Linked DNA regions of Sus scrofa: region 1 is linked to region 2. A link is a contact called in public HiChIP or PLAC-seq data. All regions are on one chromosome and are shown on one strand. Each heading gives the region's core, a stretch centred on a gene start, on an enhancer-like site or on the middle of the called end of the contact. The rest is flanking DNA. Distances are from core to core; before and after follow the strand shown. Region 1 overlaps MIGA1 (mitoguardin 1). Region 2 overlaps DNAJB4 (dnaJ homolog subfamily B member 4).

The links. HiChIP or PLAC-seq counts read pairs in DNA pulled down with a chosen protein or histone mark.
Region 1: an H3K27ac HiChIP or PLAC-seq map of skeletal muscle shows a contact between it and region 2. The contact joins two enhancer-like sites. A contact is called at or near these places in 1 of 47 Hi-C or Micro-C datasets (skeletal muscle) and 2 of 2 datasets of contacts at active chromatin or transcription factors (alveolar macrophages and skeletal muscle).

What each region holds. Positions count from the first base shown.
Region 1 is chr6:135,464,913-135,467,983 of Sscrofa11.1, forward strand. The region is part of intron 7 of MIGA1 (mitoguardin 1); the gene reads right to left. Among named protein-coding and RNA genes, the nearest start is that of MIGA1, 46 kb to the right of the region's middle. Within about 2 kb of position 1,354, at least 14 of the 83 cell types and tissues checked have an H3K27ac peak or open chromatin away from gene starts, as enhancers often do. A contact at or near this core is called in alveolar macrophages and skeletal muscle, where this site is marked.
Region 2 is chr6:135,254,024-135,257,016 of Sscrofa11.1, forward strand. The region is part of intron 1 of DNAJB4 (dnaJ homolog subfamily B member 4); the gene reads right to left. Among named protein-coding and RNA genes, the nearest start is that of DNAJB4, 26 kb to the right of the region's middle. Within about 2 kb of position 1,413, at least 67 of the 83 cell types and tissues checked have an H3K27ac peak or open chromatin away from gene starts, as enhancers often do. A contact at or near this core is called in alveolar macrophages and skeletal muscle, where this site is marked.

The DNA.
Region 1 (3,071 bases), core at 104-2,603, 210 kb after region 2:
CTGCACCATCAGGGGAACTACCTAGATTCATTAATTCTTGATGTGTTATAACTTACAGTTTTTGCCTATGTGAAATAGTACATGCTCAAAACAGCCTGATCCTAGGCACTACCCAAAAGGAGAGTTCCACAACAGTTGTCTCTGGCTTTCCCTATTTATCAAAACTTCTTATATGCCATGATTGGCCAACATAACAACTGTGACTCCTAACTGGGAAATACAGCTGCCAATACAAAATGAGTAATAGAAGGAAAGAGAAAAGGAGTAATAGCATTTTCTACTCTTTTTTTAGAAGAAAGAAATGGATGACCCAAAGGGCCAAAAGTAATTAAAGGCAGGTCTGCAGTTATAGAGACTTCTGTGGGGCCACTAGAACAGCTGGTCACTCTGTACTACACAAAAGGCCAACGGGACAAGTGGGGGCAGACTCCAGCCCTCATCCTGGGCTTGCATCTTTCTCAAAGAAGGTCAACCTTTTTCTTATCACAAAGGTGCCCTCCCCGAGTTCCCATCGTGGTTCAGTGGTTAACGAATCCAACTAGGAACCATGAGGTTGCAGGTTCAATCCCTGGCCTTGCTCAGTGGGTTAAGGATCCGACGTTGCCATGAGCTGTGGTGTAGGTTGCAGACGCGGCTTGGATCCCATGGTGCTGTGACTCTGGTGTAGGCCAGCGGCTACAGCTCCGACTGGACCCCTAGCCTGGGAACCTCTATATGCTGAGGGAGTGACCCAAGAAATGGCAAAAAGACAAAACAAAACAAAACAAAAAACCCAAAGGTGCCCTTTCCAAGAGGCTACATGGGCCTTTATCTAAATCATACAAAGGACCTGGACGGGCTAACGTAGGTCCTAGACCTAGAAATCCAAGCAGATAAGACACAACTTAAATACAAAAAAGACAAAGGTAAGCAGCAGGAGCACCCCATCAATCTTCATTATACTGCTTTCATCTCTGAACTTACTCTGACTTGCATATATAACACCAGTTAGACCTCATTTTATAGCATTGTTAAACATTTTGAAATTGAGATTATGAGCTTTAATGCAAAAGAGGAAATTACAGGGCAAACTTCTCATGTGTTCTGCAATTTGCTGTCTGTATATTTAGAGGACTGAGTATACAAGTTAAGCCTGTAATTCATGTCACTCCCTAAAAATAAACCCTCAGGGAGTTTATCCTCTGGCCACAGTGATTTTGCAGGAAAGGAAAAGGACAAGGCCTTATAGAGTGTCAACTCCAGGCTGTCTGACATTTGACTCGTGATGATAGGTTGAGGTTATTTCCTTCTGCTGCCAAGCTCTTTCATTGCTAAATGTTCTATCTGGCTGCTTTCCAAAAAGAAAAGAAAAATATCTCTCCAGTGGTCAGGAGGTCCCACTTTACAGCTTTTCCCGGTCTCTGCCAGAGAATTTGTGCAGTCAGTACTCAGCTAGAAAAATTCCTAATTTTCTCTTGAAGGACGTCTCACTGTCTCAATGAAATCCTATGCATAAGTGAACATAAAGATGTATAAAATATTTACATTGTACCAGTCAACTCTTTCACAAGATCCTGCAAACACACAAATTTGACCATGACTTATAATTTTCAGTGGCTCCCTTTTGCCTAAAAGCATAAAACAAGGACCTTCAGGAGTTCCCACTGTGGGCACATCAGGTTAAGGCTCTGGCATTATCTCGGTGGCACTGGTTCAATCCCCAGCCTGGTGCAGTGGGTTGAGTATTGCTGCAGCTGTGGCAGAGGTTGCAGCTGCAGGTCTCATTTGATCCCTGGACTGGGAACTTCCATATGTCTCAGGAGCAGCCATTAAAAAAAAAAAAAAAAAAAAAAATCAATCAATCAATCAATCAAGGACTTTCTTGATTTATCTCCTGCCCATCTTTCTAGATTCACCTCCCACCACTCTCCTACATGTGCTGTGTTCCCAAGACATACCAAACAACTTAAAGTTCCCTGAATTAGTTCCCTCCACTCTACACCTTGACCCATGTTGTTCCCTCTCCTGGGAATGCCCTTTTCTCAAGTTCCTAGTGGACAGTCTTTCTCCAAGTGTCGCACTTTTCTTTGGTGTTTCAATAGCACCTTCTAAACAGATTATTACAGCACTTACTCCACTGTGGTATAAATTTTTTTTTTTTTTTTGCTTTTTGCTTTTTGCTTTTTAGGCCCACACCTGCAGCATATGGAGGTTCCCAAGCTAGGGGTCCAATCGGAGCTACAGCTGCCAGCCTACACGATAGCAACTCAGGATCCAAGCCACATCTGTGACTTATACTACAGTTCATGGCAATGCCAGATCCTTAACCCACTGAGCAAGGCCAGGGATCAAACCCACAACCTCACGGTTCCTAGTCAAATTCGTTACTGCCGCACCACAACAGGAACTCCAAAAATTTTTAATGCCTATCTCCAAAATAAGACTCTGGGTTGCCTAAAAGCAAGAATGAAATCTTCATTTTTGTCTCTTCAGTGCCTTATATCATGTTTGACATATACTAGGAAATCAAATGTTTGCTAAATAAATATTTCAGACCTAAGATTATGAGTTTGTTCTGTTCAAAAAATAGATTACAAAGAGGCATGAACACATCTGAAATATGAAAGCAATTCTGTTAAGCTACAAAAATTCCTAGTTTGTTTTTAAGGGCTAAATTTGTTCCTACACATCAGTATAAAAGAATTTCAAAGTCCTTTGCTTCAGCCAAAAATACAACATTTATCAAACTTATGGCTTAAGACTTGCCTGCTGTTGTGCTATTACAAATACATACTATTCTTTACAGAAAATGTAACCATACAAACTAAAAATCCCAATAATTTTAGAAGAAATCTAACTAGGAGTTCCCTTATGGTGCAATGGGTTAAGGATCCAGCATTGCCACTGTAGCTGGTGGCTTGGGTTGCTGCTGTGACAAGGGTTTGATACCTGGTCCAGGAATTTCCACATGCTGTGGTCATGGCAAAAAAAAAAAAAAAATCTAGTCAAAGTATAGATTAACAACCTTGAACATTATGTGTGTAAGCCATATCAACTACATAATGTGCTTAAAAAACTTTTAGCAGGAGTTT
Region 2 (2,993 bases), core at 163-2,662:
TAGTCCTGAATACAAAAAGAGAACATGGAGAAATTAAAATGCCTTGGTTGTTATTAATTAGCAATTTTAAATAGCCTTACTTAATAGCTAACATTTATATGGAGATGATGGACAATTTAAAATGCAGAATGATAAAAGAATAATCTTAAATTACTCCCCATTTACTGTATTCAATTAGGTTCTGATCCCACAATGCGAGAAAAAAAAATTGTGGCAGAGAGAGGAAAAGGAAGTTATCATGCTTTCCTCTACTTAGATAGTAAAATTTCAAAAGAAATAATGTTACCTAAAAGTAAATCAATAATCGTTCTAACTAGGTGGCCATTTTAGGTCAAAAATTGTATTTCTGAGATCTCATTTTCTTGGCACACAATTACTGTTTACAATTAAGCTAAAAACTTGTTCTGGTATTTTATGACATCAGGAAAATTCTTTCCTCTCCAGGCAGAATGCCAAAAACAACTACAGCTAAATGCCTGGGCCTTCTGCTTCTCAGAGAGACGATTCTGTCCTGTTTAATCTAAACTAGCTTTGCCATGAGAAAGGCAGAAAACTTCTTTTGTTTTCGTGAATAAAACATAAACTATTCAGAATTTGAACTGCCAATGTTAAAATTCTAAACGATGGAAGAATCTCTATTGGTTCTGGCAGAATATTCATTAGAAAACAAAACAGGTTGCATAAGACTTTTGACACAATTTCTTAATGGGTATGAGAATGTAAGGTTTCTTTTCAAATAAACCATGTTAACATTATAAATCTAATGGCAATATATATCACAAAATGTCAAAATCTGAAAAAGGGCAAACAAGCACATTTCATTCATAGCTATGCAACATTCATTCATATAATTAGAAGTGAAATCTTGTTTTTATCCATTATTTGTCTTTCTACTTTTGATATGTCAGAGAATTTAATAACAGAAGGCTGAGAGAGAGAGATCGAGAGCGCCGGAGGCAGAAAGATGTACAGTGAATACTTACCTTCCTCCCCAAACTGATCATATATTTCTCTCTTTTTAGGATCACTCAATACTTCATAAGCTTCTGCGACCTCTTTAAATTTTTCCTCCGCCTGAGGAGATTTGTTCTTGTCCGGATGAAATCTGAGGGCTTGTTTTCGGTAAGCCTTTTTAATATCTTCATCTGAAGCTCCTTTTTCAATTCCCAAAATGCAATAATAGTCTTTCCCCATTTCGAATGCCTTGAAATGAACTTAGATTTCCCTTTGTGACAGAAAACAGCGTCCCCAGTCTCAGCAATACAATGATTCTAAGAAAAAGAAACCCAGCTGGGTATTTTAAAAGTTAAAGCAAATCAGCAATTCAGCTTCGCTGTCTTAAAGCGGCAAGCAGGCAGCGTCTCCGTATTTAATTCCTTCCCCAACAGCTCACTTACAGATAAATATACACTACACGGGAGACGGCCTCCTTCTAGATCCTCCCATTTTCACTACGTGTCTCTGTACTTTCTAGAACAGCAAATGCTACGGACGTCACTTCCCCAGCTGCCTCTAGTCAAAGTACTCGGCTAGGTTTTCTCCTCCTCCACGATTAACTATTCATTTTCCTTCTGGCTCTACCATTTTTATTTCCTTTTTAGGAAGCCAAGCGGATTAAGACACCAATATTTCAGCATTTATTTATTCCATTCTAGGTGACAAAGCAACAAAAAAATCATTACAGCTGTTAAGCATCTTAACATTACAATGTTAAAATTACTATACAATAAAAGTACCTTGAACTTATTTTAGGTATTTTAATTTCAAGTTATTCAAATGTAAGACAGACAATACTAAATATGGTTTAAAACTGTCGATAATTTGTGTCATTTTCAAACTTCCTAGGGTCTGCTAATCAAAAATGCCAGAAATTTCACATCGTAAAAGGCTATAGATTATAAATATCAAAAGCAAAAATTTTAAATAAGGACTTAAATGTGATTGTAGCTGATGATCTTAACTAGTTTTTTTGTAGTATACAAGAGTTAATAGTTCAGGCAAACTAATGCTTGTGAAAGCTTCATACCTAATTTTAGTTACTTCAACTAAAACAGAATGAGATCTGCCCTCCCCATTCCTAGGGTCACCATAAGAATTTTTATGCTGCTTCAGTAAAGCTAGAAGACAGGTTGCAGACAGTCAAAACTCTTAACCAGATCAGTTTAAAATCTGGATATGCTATTTATGAGGCAGAAATATGAGAAATATTTTTCCTTGAAAAACACATTTTCCCTTATTATAAATATAATTACTCATTAAGATTTTAGAAAACACAGAAAGAAAAAAGAATAAAATAAAAACTTTCCTATCATACCGTTTTAGGTAAACCCTGCCAAATGTTAGTATATTTCCTTCTAATCCCTTTTTTCTGTAACTATTCATGGTTATTTTTGTCGTTTTGTATTTGTTTTTTTATAACAAAGTTTATGTCATATATCATTTATGTACTCTTTTGATGCCTGCTTTTTAAAATATAAATGTTGGGTATTTATAAGAAATATTTTCAATGTCTGTAACTCATCTTTTATCTCCTATTTGGTTTCATTATCTTTTCAGAAATGTTCCCAATTCTAATATGATATTGGAAAGATGAATTACTAAGATGTCAAAAGAACTGCACAGAGCATTATACATAAATATCTTGTCTGTAAAATTGAAAGACAAAAGAACATTTATCAGAAAAAGTAAACATACATATACATATAGAGTATAGTGGAAAGGTAATGATCACAGGTTAATCTTTAAAGATTCGAGAACACCTACTCTATAGACCAAGCAGCTTTACATTAGTGATTCAGCAATTCTTTCATAATGTTTACTTTTGTGCATTTTGACAGCTAGGATTTGCTCTTTCTCAAAACTCTCTACTTTCAAAACACCTTGGTATAAAAATAAATAATATCTATCCAGCCTACTTAAAAGTTACAGAGGTTTGTCAGCTATTCAGCAAAAATTTTAGTCCCACCAAGGAATACTCAATGTCAAAAGATAAA